Linked DNA regions of Mus musculus: regions 2, 3 and 4 are each linked to region 1. The links are chromatin contacts, called in public HiChIP or PLAC-seq and promoter capture Hi-C maps. All regions are on one chromosome and are shown on one strand. The core of a region is the stretch at or near the end of the contact, and the rest is flanking DNA. Distances in the headings are between cores, read along the strand shown.

Region 1 (3,211 bases), core at 227-2,726:
AGGATGCGGGAAAAGAGGCGGGGGCAGCTTTTGCAAGAGGCCAAAACCTTTGCTGGGCACTGGAATCACCGGGTAGCTGCGAACCCCTGCGCTGCCCCCAGGTCCTCCAGGTCCTGCAGGGCCACTAGCTGCCGCCGCCAGGCCAAGTGCGCGCTGCGGATGCGGTGGAGGTGGCCCGGGAGGCCCAGCCGCCTCGTCTTCACCGCAGCGCAGACTTTTGTGGGGCGGTGGGCCTGGGGCCATCTCTGAGCCGCACCCTGGACCGCCACCGCCACCAGCGCCGCCCTTCCCTGCACCACCAGACCCGCTATTAGCGCCGCCTCCGCCGCCCCCTTGCAGGGAGAAGGTCCGCTTGCGCGTACCGCCATTAAACATAGCCTTGACGTCCTCCCAAGCGTGGCTCAGTTCGTCGGTGGCCGACTTGTCACTGAGTTTGAGGTGCCGACGCCACGAGTTAAAGTTGGCGGCGTCGGGCTGAGTGTACTTGGCGTCGGGTGTGCGGTGCGAATGGAAGATGAACTTGTTGGGAGAGAAATACATACTGCAGTAGCCGCACTTGATGCACTTAGCACGAGAGCTGTTGTAACGGGCAGGGATGAAGCTGCCCCGAGAGCCCCATGCGCACTCGTGCACCACGTCAAAGGCGAAGTTCTCAGGCAGTTTGGGGGGCTTGTGCTCGCCCAGGAACGACTTGCACAGGCGTTCGGCCTCTCGTTTTGTGATCATACCACAGCGGCGAGAGGAGATGGGCATGGCCCCGGCCCGACGCAGTATCTCCAGCTGCACCGGCGTGCATTGCACGCATGTGATGCCCAGGGCCACGCGGCGGTTGTGGATCTCATTGTAGCTGTAGTTTTTGAGCAGGGTGTTGGAGATCTGGGCTAGGCACAGGCGCTCCTGCCCATCAATGACCAGCGACACGATGGGTACCCCGTACAGCGACGTCTCGCCCACCTGGTTGGGTTTAAGGGCGCTGGATCCCGAGTAGGGCTGCAGCTCTTGCTTGGAGTTGGGAGAGGAGCTGCCCTCGCGTCCCGGCCCCAGCTGAGTGGTGAGAGCCTCCATGCCGCCGCTCCTGCGAAACAGAGAGAGCAGAGAGCAGATGAGCCATTTTTTTAGCGCCGCTACCTAGGTTCAGGCCCGCCCAGCGGGGCGCAACGTGTGGGGTGCGAGGGGGTTACTTGGCAGTGGGGAGCTCAAGCTCATTCGTCCCACGGACTGGCCCCTTTTGTTATTCAGACCAGCTTCTGAGCTGAAACAAAAGCACCCGGGGGGCTAAGGGAGGAAAAGGGAAAATCGAAACCTCAGGAAAGCCCCGGCTGCCAGGAAACCAATCCTGTTTTCAGATTGGAAAGGAAGTGGGACCCAGAGACGGAGAGTGACTTGCCCAAGGCCACACAGCAATGCCATAGCCAAATCCAGGCTTTCCAGCCGGCACTCAGGTTTGCGTGCCTTCAGCTACCTCACAGCTCGCCCTGCCCGCCAGGGTCCTGAAGCCCGGACTTCAGGGACCAGCGGCCCCTCTGCTCAGTCGCGCATGCACGCGTGCGGGCGGGGGCAGTGAAGGGAGAGGTGGGGAGGCGAAGGAGGGGCACTCACTGCCCATCACAAACTGCAGGATGTAGGGGTGGGGGCAGGGAGAAGGGGGAGGGATGGAGGTTGAAGGAGGAGGATAGAAGGAAGAGGAGGAGGCCACTGCTGTTCGCGGTGCTGAACCCTACCCTTTCCAAAGCTTGTCGCGTGCACCACGACCTCGGGTGGCCCCCAATGCACCTATCTTCGTGGTGACCGGCTTCCAGGGACAACAGTACCGGTTTGCACAAACCTGTACTTCTCTTCTGACTCCTTGAGCCCGGTGTTCCTTGAGCAGAAAGAGTCCAGCTGGGTTTACAAAACGCTTTCTTGCCAGCCATCAGTTAGGCCGGGATCACGCAGTCTCTAACCACATTTTCTGCATTTTTTAGCTGCATTCCAGACTAAAGCCGGCTCCCCTCTTGTCAGCGCTTGGGACAGAGAGGTTCTCACAGGCGTTTCTCTGGAGTCACTTTTTAGCTTTGGAAACATGCCCCTGAGCTTTCTGTCCTCTTCCACACAGCTTTTCTTACTCAGACCCAACACAGGCTCCCCAGGCTCTGGGCTGCTCCTTTTGTGGGGGTGACTCCTCTTTGAGTATCCTTCATGCCCCGACATCAGCTCAGATGGGCTAGAAGGAATCTTGGCCACTCTTGGAAGCCACTGTAAAACTCCAAGCACTAAAAAGTTGCTGCTGGTCCCTCGCTTTGATCTCTGGAGAAGGCAGAGAGGAAGCTGTATCCACAGTCTAGCCTGGTGGAGGACCCAGGAATTGATGTTTAGGGCCTTCTAGGTCGCCCAGTCACCTCACGTGTCTTCAGACACTCAGGGCTCCATGGACCCAATGCTGGGCGGCAGGCGCTCTTGCCGCCAATCTAGTCCCTAGGACTCCCTCCTCCGAACTTGGCTGGAAAAGCAAATCCATTTCAGAGGGGTAGCTTCACTCTAACAGGGATCCGAATTCCAAAGCTAAGAACCTGGCATCTTTGGTCTGCAGGTATCTTTCCCTCCCTCTGTTTGCTTAGATACTTATTTGTCGATCTTATCTGTCCCTGAGCTGTCTGTCGCTGCCAGCTCACCGCTCTTTCTCCCATCTATCTTGTATCTTGTTCAAGTATCAACCTATTTATTATCTGTTTCATCTCTTCCAGTCAAACTGAGGCAAGTTGATCCTCCCTTGTCACTGAAATCCCCAGTAACATTTTAGGAGGCAAGCAAACTACTGTGCTAACTCCCTGGCTGAGGGGTCAACAAGGCGAGCTAGGTGTCCCAGGGACGGCTCTCACACAGGCTGAGGAGGTGGCTAAGGGGGCCCGCAGCTGTGGGAAATGACGATGGCTTCTGGGATTTCTGGGCAAATGTACCGGGCCCGCATAGAGTGAAGAGGACACCCTGAGCCTGGAGCGTCCACCTGAAGCTGGGGCTCCTGAGTCCCCAAGGGGTTTTCCCAAAGGGCTTTTGGCCTTGGAGCCCGGAGAAGTGAGGGACCCTAGGAAGGAAACAGCATTTCGAGGGCCAAAGAAGAAAGCACCAACGAAGGGCCGCACTCAGGGACAAGGAGCAGTGCTCAGGGCGGCATGGGGACCCCCTGGCCCGCTCCTGTGGCTCGAGGGGCGAGCCTAGCGAGGTTAAGCAGGCG
Region 2 (3,080 bases), core at 143-2,642, 310 kb before region 1:
ATGTTCCTGCGGCTCAATCTATCTGCCAGGCTCCTACCGACCGACATGGCGTCTGAGCTTCACACCCATGGGTCCAACAGCATCCTGACCCAACCAAAGCTTCGTGGGTCCAAAGATGACGTCTCATTTACCTGTGCTTGCTCCACCCACTTAGATGCAGCGCCTGGTCACATCTAAACTCCTCTCCCCTTACAGCCATGCATCCGAAGAAGATAGCTCCCACACCACTGGGCATGTCTCACCCCCAACCCCCCTTTACTGATACAGTCCAGGACCCTCATTAGAACTTGGTACCCGACAGGCTGCACCTCCTCCATCTCTGGTTCTGCCTCTGGGCTGTGCCTGAAATGCACACATATGCCAGTCTCTTGCCAGGGCCCTTCCTGAGGTTCTCAGGGATTGGGGGCTCCAATCTAAACCCCTCTCTCCCCCATCTCAGCCAGTCTCTCACTCCCCTGAGCAGCGTGGTTCTCACACAACTTTCCACTCCTCCATACCAGCTAGTCTCTGGACAGGGTGTGGGAGGAGGAGGGGTGGGTGTGTGGGGAATTCTGGCCGTTCCCTCTGCCTGGAGCTCTTTCCTGTCTCCAGTTCATACTTCTCTGTCAGCTATCCTTCCTGTGATGCCTGTTTGGCCTTACTGCCTCTATGGCTACACAACCCTCAGAACTTCCTCCACCATTACCAGAAGCTACGAACAGAAGCGCTTCTGAACAGGGCTCATAGGTTCCTGCACAGAACTTACGAGGTTCTTAACACAATTGAATGAGGAAGGGGTGTGTGTCTTTCCCCAACGCCAGGACTGGATTCTGGACCACCTCGTTGTCCTCCAACTAGGAGAGAATTCACTATTCTCTTCACCTATCAAAGCACAGTGGATAGTTTATCGAGCAGTCTTTAATCTGAGGAAGGAGGGCTCAAAGACCCCGGGTCTTCTGATGACCTCACAGCTTGGTCATTCCAGGTCCCCGGTTCACCTTCGTCCAGTACCCTCAAGCCCGGCTAGGCAAGGCTTCCTTCCTGCAGAAATGCAGAGAACCCAGGAAAAAAACAAAAGCAAGCAAACAAACAAACAAACAAGACGCCAGGCTTCCCCACTGGAGTGCAGATTCAACTAAGACCCAAGACCTCTGGGACATAAGTTAGGCCCCTCCTTCTCAAACAAAACACGCCCTCCAGCTGTCTCCCTCCACCTCCGCTCTCTCATTCCTCCTCCCTCCTCCCCACACTCCATCCTCCTCTCCGGTCTTGCCCCAAGCCCCTCCCTATCCTCCTCCCTTCACCAGTTCTCCCCCTGCTCTTTCCTCCAGCTTCTCTCCTCCCTCCTCCCCTCCAGCCTCCAGCTCCTCCCCTCCCCTCCCGCCCGCCCTGGGGCCCCGCGCTCGCTTCCCTCTCTCCCGCCCAGCCTTCCCCGCGTTGGGCGCCGAGGCTCCGCGCGGCCCGCGCAGCCGTCTCTCCTCCCGGAAGGCGAGGCCGAGCGTGGCGGCCATGGAGGCGGCGACGCGGAGGCGGCAGCTCCTCGGAGCGGCGGGCGGCCCCGGTGTCGCGTTCGTGCAGGCCAGGTGCGCGCGGAGCGGGGACAGGGAGGCCGCGAGGGGCCCCAGAGTTTGAGAGACCTCGCCAGGGTTAAGGAAACCGCAGGGATAGGCTACTCGGGGGCCACCCCGGCCAGCCTGGCTGAGTCCCTGTGCCACTTCCAAGTTTTTAGGAACCTCCTGCTCTGGGCAAGACTGTGACTCTGCTCTGAATCCGGTGGCTCAGGGCCCAGGGAAAGTGGGCCGTTAACCGGGGACAGCGTGACTCTCCCATCCTGAATGAGAGACCCCTTCCCTCAGAGGGGAGATGTTTGGGGTTTATCTGGCTCGACAGGGCAGAGCCAGAGGCGCAAAACCCGCCCTTTCATCTTTTCCTCCAGTCTGCCTCCATCCGCTCCACTGACCAAAGCATTCCCGCCTGTCACATGTATTGATTAAACACCTGTCATGTGCCTAGCGTTGTGCCAGATGGCAAACAGGAAAGTCTGAGCCAAAGCAGGTGACAGCTAATTCTGGAGGGCTTTCTGGAGTTGAACAGTACAAGACTCTGCAGAGGACAGACACTTACTGCCGGGCATGGTGGCAATGCTTTTAACCCCATCACTCAGGAGGCAGAGGCAGGTTTCTAGGGGGATGTAATCCAGTTGGTAGTGACTGCATAGCATGCAGGAAGTCGTGGTTCTTCCCAGGCCACAGAAACTGGACATGGTAGACAGTGGAAGGATGTGAGGAAACACAAGGACTATACATACTAGTGTTGGACATGTCACACGTGTAAGAGAAAATCAACGACAGGGGCTGGACCAACTTTAAAGTGCCCTGAATGTCCCAGAGTTGGCCGAGAAGGCCCTAGAGTCTGAAGTTGGAGGAGGCACCTACTCTGGGTGGGGAGGCTGTTCACTTTGAGCAGGAAAGACCCCTTACCTTCCTCACCTGAGTGACCTGGTAAAAATGTATATTCCATATGCCACAGGTACCAAAGAGCCGTGGAGAGATTTGAGCACTCATGTGCACCAGGTGAATTTTAGGAAGTCCCTGGCACTGTTTGGAATGGTGGGGGAAGTTCTGGGAGACTGGGTTGAGGGCAGCCTTTTCATAGTTCCGACTGGGGAGCAATTCTCTGAGCATGTGCTGTGCTGCCTCTGGTAACATTTCTACCTGGTGGTCATCCTATGAGCTCTCCGTGGCGTAGTCACAGGGTAGCCATCTTAGTTTGTATATACACGTCATCAGGGCAGATTTGCCCTTAGGCACATTATTGAGCAGCTTCTTGTCACTTGAGGGTCCCTATACTCTAAGTATTAGGTCATCATCTCTGACTGATAAGGAAGTGGTCCAGTGTGCAGTAAGGAGGTGCCTGACCAGACTGAGGCTCAGGCTGTAAAACGCCCAAAAACCTTCTACAAGTTCAGCAGACATTCCACAAGCTGCCCCCGGCACTAAGGGGATCAAAACCATCTTCCATATTTGTGGCTGTCACGGTTGTTCTACCTGTTATCTGTCCATCGACGCTACAGTGTTTACATTATTTAAGCTGTCTTTGCT
Region 3 (2,764 bases), core at 41-2,540, 380 kb before region 1:
ACTTTGAAGGGTAAACAGGAGTGTGGTGAAACTTCAGGATGCCAAACTGGCATTTGATTTTCTACCTGGCACATATTTCTCACCTGCAGACCTTGGCAGAACCATTATCCACATGGGGACTTACCCTGAGGGCCACAGGCTGCTGTCCTCCAGCCTAGAGGGGTGGAAGTTCTATGTCTGCAGTCTTGGCCCAAGAAATTGTAGTCCCTCCTCTCTGAACTCTGTCCTCCTCTCCCCACAGGACACTGCAGACTACGTGAAGCCAGTGGCCTTCTCCGTGGAGTACTCCCTAGAGGACCCTGACAACGGCCCCATGCTGGACAACGGCTGGCCCACTACGCTCAGAGTGTCGGTGAGTCCTGCCCCTCTGCCACCCTGACTCCAGACCTGTGATGAGAATGGCTGAGCCCTTTCTTCCCTCACCCCTCTGCCTCCTGTCCCCAGAGACCCACAGCTAGTAACAGCAGGACAAGACTCCTTTGTTGGATTCCCATGTCCTCCTCACATGGAGGCACTAAGTGGCCCCTGGGGTAAATGAGATGCCCAGAAGGGACCTGTGACCCCATGGCCTCTGGTTTGGTTTTTTTTGTTTTGTTTTGTTTTTTGGTTTTTCGAGACAGGGTCTCTGGTAGTCCTGGCTGTCCTGGAACTCACCAGGCTGGCCTCGAACTCAGAAATCCGCCTGCCTCTGCCTCCCAAATGCTGGGATTAAAGGCATGCGCCACCACGCCCAGCTATGATCTCTGGTTCTTACCTCCCTAAGTTTTCAGAAAAGGACTGCTTTGAGCTTGCTCTTGAGTTTGCTCCGTATCTAACTCAGTGCAGGACTCACCCTGCCTGTTACCAAGTATTCCAAAGCTTTCTTTTTGCCAGTGCGTCCGGCTCTAGAGGCACCTAAATCCTCTGTTAATAACTTGGGGTGCTTGCTCTCTGAAGAGTCTACTCAAAAACGCCTCCCCATTTCTGTCTAAGTGGGCTGGGAGAGTAGGCGGGATTTGCATTGGACTGTAAGCTTTAGGAACTGGCTTAATCACAGCACTTAGAAACCGGGAGCTTCGAAGCTTAGGCACCCAAGCGAAGCCCCTCCCACAGCCTCAGATCTCTCCAGCACTGTGATAGGATACGCGGTGCGGCGCGCTGCCTCGCCCACGCTCCCACAACCCCTCCCATCCCCCCCATACACACCCACCCCTGCACACCCTGCCAGCCCTCCCCACAGCATCCTCTCACCAAGCTGGTCCTGTTCCCCTCGTCCCTTCTCTCCCATGTGAGTCACTGGGCTGGCATGGGAGAAAAGCTGCCCTCTCCAATCACTGACTTGCCTGATACCGTAATTATAAAGTCTGTACCGCAAGAGAATGGGTGCACGCCGCTCCCACATGAAGCTCGTGAGGCAGATTCACATGCAGTCACCCATGCCAGGACCCTGATGCCCTCAGGATCCTGACGCCAGGTAGAGATGGAGAACATGAGTCACGCCAGAGAGTGGTCAGGGAACTTCCTGCAGAGGTGGCTTTGAGCTCTTTGAACTTTAAAGGACGATTTGAACTCAGAGCTGCAGAGCCGGGAGGGTAAGGCGGGCGGGAGGGGAGGACCTGCATTAAAGCCAGGAGAACTGACTGTGTGTCTCCAGGGTGTGGGCGTAAGACAGTGGGGTAAATGTGAAAGATAGATAGAGCCAGAAAGAGTCATTGAGCATATTGGGGAGGGGGGAGCACCATCTGAATTCTAGGATCATGGTGTAATCACCATACCCAGTGTATGGAGCCCTGAGGGGCTGGGAATGTGGCTTAATTGGCAGAGTGCTTGCCTGGCATGCTCAGTGCCCTAGGTTCCTTCTCCAGTAAGGCATAAACTAGATGTAGTAGCACATGACAGTAATCCCAGCACTCAGGAGGACCAGAAGCAAGAGGATCAGAAGTTGAAGGTCATTGTCAGCAATTTCATGGGAAATTCAGGGCCAGCCTGAGCTACATGAGACCCTGAGCTAAGCCAGTTTGTGACACTGAGTACATCCTTCATCATCTAGCTGGAACTTCTGAGACTGGCTCCATCTTCTGCAAACTTCCTGAGTGGCTGGCTGGAGGCTTGAGCCACCAGAGGCCTGGTCCAGGCTTAGTGAAGTGTATACAGTGTCTTCTAACAATGTATCTAAACTAGCGCCCAGTCTGTCTTAGGAAGAGCCGGAGCTTCAGCACCCAGACCCTACTGAGCTGTGCTGTGGACGAGCCACAGGGCACACCCCATGCATGCTTCACACACCCCAAGCCCAGCTTCTGAACCTTACCTTAGAGCTCTGAAAGCATGCTGCTGGTATCTCCAGTCCACCCTCCAGAGTGTGAAAAAGAACCAGGTATAGCCCAGGCCTCTCCCTCGACCCCAAGAGCTTCTAGTTCCTAATGACCCCACCTCTGAGACCTTAAGCGGGACGATGCCATTCTCACCCTCCCGAGTGTCGCCCTACCTCCATGGGTTTCTCTGCCTCTAGCCCTGCTCCTCCCAGTCCATCCTCCCACCCATCAGCTTGTCTAGCAGGGCCCTCCTGTGCTAGTACTTGCTGGCTCCTGTCAGATACAAGGAGTGACCCAAGACCTTCCAGGACTGGCCTACAGAATCTGACCGCTGTTTTTATCTTCCCCTCCTATGCCTGGTATCTCTCTCTCCACAGCCCTGAACTATGGAGTTATCTCTCCAGCCTCAGTGCCCTGCACTTCCAGCCTTCTCTGGGATTCCCCACTCCCCTGGGGCATCCAGCCTGCTTGAT
Region 4 (3,045 bases), core at 302-2,801, 340 kb after region 1:
CAGCTTTACTACTCTGTGTTTAATTGTTAATGGAGAATTTAAAAATCAAAAATGCCAAGTTTGTCTTCGATGAGATGGAAAATTATGCTGCAGTAGAAGGTAACATAATGTAAAACAACCAGCTTTACCAAAGCACACAAATGTTTTTGGTATGTAAAATTGCTTTGTAAAATATTTGCTCCATCTGCTAAAAGCGGCAAAGACAATTTTCCCTTGATAGCTAATGGCCCATTTCGGGTGTGTGGCAAGTGATTCGCTGCAGTGGCGGCTCTCATTAAACGGAATGTTGAAAACGCGGTATATAATTCCATACTTAGGTCGCATTACCCACTCACTGCTTCCTGAGGAGTCGATCCCTCATTAGCGAGGCCTCTACCTTGCACCAACATGCAGGCCTAGCAATTGATTCAACTTGAGAAGCATTTTGTCCAACTGAGGCACATATGTTGTACTTCCATTCCGAAGCTCAGCACAACTGCCTCACTGCAACCACAGCCACCGGAGAAGTTCATTCCCTCTCCACTCTCCAGCACTGACTGCTGCTTCTCTTTCCCCTCGCCACAGGGAGCACAACTGTTGTCTTTCTTTCTTTCTTTTTTTTCTAGGCTCATCCTGTCGCACTGCATGCTGGGGGGTTTCAATAGATAAAGATTAAGTGCTTCTAGAAATTCTTAATTGAACTTTACACATACACAAAAGGAGGGAAAAACTCCCCCTCCCCCAGGGCAAAACTGCCATCACACAAGCCTGACAAACGCTGCCCTCGCTTCCTGGTCTATCTGTGATTTCTCTCTTTAAAAGAGTTGCTTACATTACACCCCAAATTACTTCAACATCTGCTAAAGGAACGATTAGAAATAAATACAGGAATCCAGGGTGGCTTAAGAAGAGAAGAAGATGTTCGTGTTTGGAGAATGATACTGAAAAGTAGTTACTGCAGCAAATGGCTGGGGAGAGACAAATATTCTTACCATTGGAAAACAGTTTTCAAGGAAATTATACTGAATTGTAAGAATGACAGCCAGTAAGTACATATGACTGTTTTAAAGATTATACAGTGTTTTAAAGTGGGAATCAGGCTGTGTTTAAATCAACCATAAGTAGAAGTAGCCATAATCTAGTAGAAAGCTACTGGAAATAGGTTTTCTCCTATCCATGTAGAGACTTGGGACATGTAGAGAAACACCTGGTTGGGAGGACTGAGGACGATGATGGACACACTCTTTAAATGCAGAATGGAGACAAAAGGAAGCACACATTCCCTTTGGATTGATTCTCATTCAAGTAATGGGGAAGACTGAGTTCCAGGAATGAAACTGAGTTTATCAAGGGAGCCTTGTATTTTAGTCTGTACACAAAGAATGGGCATGCAGCACTGTTTCTCAATCAAGAGAAGAGAGGGACCTTTTTTGATATTTCCACACATCAGATACATGGAGTCAGGAGGATGTAGCAGCGTTGTAAATTGATTGTTTTCTTTCCACAGACCATGCACAGGACTAGACAGTGAGGGTTTGTCTAGAGCCTGGCTCAGTTACAGAGAGTCCTAGACTTCTCAAGGGCATCCCTGGTCCACCAAGGGGCACCGAGGACAGATGACCAGTAGCACATGGCACTGTGACTGTCAGAGAGTGAAAGCTTTCTTTGAATCCATTCCAAAAGCCTAAGCCTGCTCTGTGGTTTTCAGCAGCACAGACATTTCCAGAAGAACTCCAGCGGGACCTTCCCGGGTGTGAAAACACTAACCAATCCTCCTTTCTCTTATCTTCTGCTTTATTCCTTCCTTCCACGCAGTTATTGTGAAAAACTGGCAGTTAAATTCAATTGATTCAAATTTTTCTGGATCCATATGGCCGCCAACCCTGGAGCTGAAGCGGCGGCGCCTCGCCTCTGTTCTCTAGCATTTGCCTCTCCTCCCGTCCCCAGATGGTGGGAGTAACATTTAAACCTCCTTTTCTCTGCCTTGTACAATAGACCTTGGCACCATTTCAACTGTTTACTCCGGTAATTAACAGCTCTGATACCACAACAATTACAACTCCTCCACTCTCCACAATAATGCTATGAATTAGTGAGAGCTAATGGCTGGAAGGTAGAGTGTTTCCAGACTGTGAGATCTGTGCATTTTTAGAATAAAATAAAAGGTACAAACAGCACGCTTGCAGTAGACAATGATTACCTAGTAATTAGTTTACACAAAGCTTCCTATTTAATGGCAAAATGCTGTAATTAACGTGTGACAGAAAATCAAAGGGTACTTTGTAAGCATATGAAAAATTAACACTGCAGGCCCATAGCTTTATGTACTGATTAGAAGCATATTAAATCAATAGGACACACAAGCCAACAGCTTGTATAGCTGATTATTATAGGTCCTCGGAAGGGGTGCCCAGGCTTTCATTTAACTGGGGAGGCAATTTTCCTTCTCCTGTCATCATCCTCAGGCACAGAGAAGCACCTCAAACACATCCCTGGCAGCACCATGAAAATAACCACTCAACTGGAAGAAAACGTTCTAAGTCATTCTCAGAGCTAAGGAAAAATATGTACATGATTAAGACTTTCCAGTGATCTTGGTGACATGCTGCTATACTAATTAGAAAATATGCCAACTGGAACCAGAAGCATCCAGACCCAATGTTTTGGTCAGAATAATCTCTACTATATCAAGCCTCTTTATTCAACATGAAGAAAGCTCTAAGAAACACATTGTTTTCTATCCTCAAATGGTAAGAGGCCAGGATGCTATCTAGTGTTATTCTTTTAAAGGTATTAATTAGGAAAATCATAACAGAGAGAGAATTAGATCATTATGCTGAGGTTTTGATAGCATCTTGTATAATAGTAATTGATGTACACTACAGTAGTCTTGAAGGCTACAAAGCCTCCTAAATAACCTTGTGAATTGCCAAAGAACTGCTACTTTGTATTTATTTGCTCACTATTGCTTATATTTTCTCATAATAGAACTTTAATTAATATTCATAATAAAAAGCAACAAAGCAACAATATCTTAAACGTCCACATGCTAAGACTATTGCTGGC

What was found. Promoter capture Hi-C pulls out the DNA fragments that hold promoters and counts their contacts. HiChIP or PLAC-seq counts read pairs in DNA pulled down with a chosen protein or histone mark.
Region 2: a contact with region 1 is called in a promoter capture Hi-C map of liver, with 3 times the contacts expected there. The contact joins the promoter of Cln6 here to the promoter of Skor1 in region 1. A contact is called at or near these places in 21 of 39 promoter capture datasets (the 3T3-L1 cell line, 3T3-L1-derived adipocytes, the C10 cell line and 12 more), 2 of 15 datasets of contacts at CTCF or cohesin (the NIH/3T3 cell line and large pre-B cells), 46 of 484 Hi-C or Micro-C datasets (the 63-12 cell line, the AML12 cell line, B cells and 29 more), 43 of 115 datasets of contacts at active chromatin or transcription factors (the 230-238 cell line, the HPC-7 cell line, the NIH/3T3 cell line and 29 more) and 5 of 9 other capture datasets (adipose tissue, embryonic stem cells, liver and 2 more).
Region 3: a contact with region 1 is called in a promoter capture Hi-C map of the C10 cell line, with 4 times the contacts expected there. The contact joins the enhancer-like site here to the promoter of Skor1 in region 1. A contact is called at or near these places in 2 of 39 promoter capture datasets (the C10 cell line and embryonic stem cells), 9 of 115 datasets of contacts at active chromatin or transcription factors (cardiomyocytes, craniofacial prominence, embryonic limb bud and 4 more) and 1 of 9 other capture datasets (adipose tissue).
Region 4: an H3K4me3 HiChIP or PLAC-seq map of embryonic basal ganglia shows a contact between it and region 1, with 4 times the contacts expected there. The contact joins the enhancer-like site here to the promoter of Skor1 in region 1. A contact is called at or near these places in 15 of 39 promoter capture datasets (the 3T3-L1 cell line, the C10 cell line, the HPC-7 cell line and 11 more), 2 of 484 Hi-C or Micro-C datasets (the 63-12 cell line and bone marrow-derived macrophages) and 17 of 115 datasets of contacts at active chromatin or transcription factors (the HPC-7 cell line, the NIH/3T3 cell line, astrocytes and 12 more).

The regions. Positions count from the first base shown.
Region 1 is chr9:63,145,504-63,148,714 of GRCm38.p6, forward strand. It overlaps Skor1 (SKI family transcriptional corepressor 1), which reads right to left and starts at 1,477. Exons shown (of 9, transcript NM_172446.3): 1 at 1,304-1,477; 2 at 1-1,075. The coding sequence starts at 1,410.
Region 2 is chr9:62,837,393-62,840,472 of GRCm38.p6, forward strand. It overlaps Cln6 (ceroid-lipofuscinosis, neuronal 6), which reads left to right and starts at 1,393. Exons shown (of 7, transcript NM_001033175.3): 1 at 1,393-1,562. The coding sequence starts at 1,489.
Region 3 is chr9:62,762,566-62,765,329 of GRCm38.p6, forward strand. It overlaps Itga11 (integrin alpha 11), which reads left to right. Exons shown (of 30, transcript NM_176922.5): 18 at 242-352. Among named protein-coding and RNA genes, the nearest start is that of Fem1b, 48 kb to the right of the region's middle. Within about 2 kb of position 1,291, at least 29 of the 459 cell types and tissues checked have an H3K27ac peak or open chromatin away from gene starts, as enhancers often do.
Region 4 is chr9:63,488,755-63,491,799 of GRCm38.p6, forward strand. The region is part of intron 15 of Iqch (IQ motif containing H); the gene reads right to left. The region is part of intron 3 of Gm16759 (a long non-coding RNA gene); the gene reads left to right. Among named protein-coding and RNA genes, the nearest start is that of Gm25995, 48 kb to the left of the region's middle. Within about 2 kb of position 1,552, at least 15 of the 459 cell types and tissues checked have an H3K27ac peak or open chromatin away from gene starts, as enhancers often do. A contact at or near this core is called in embryonic basal ganglia, where this site is marked.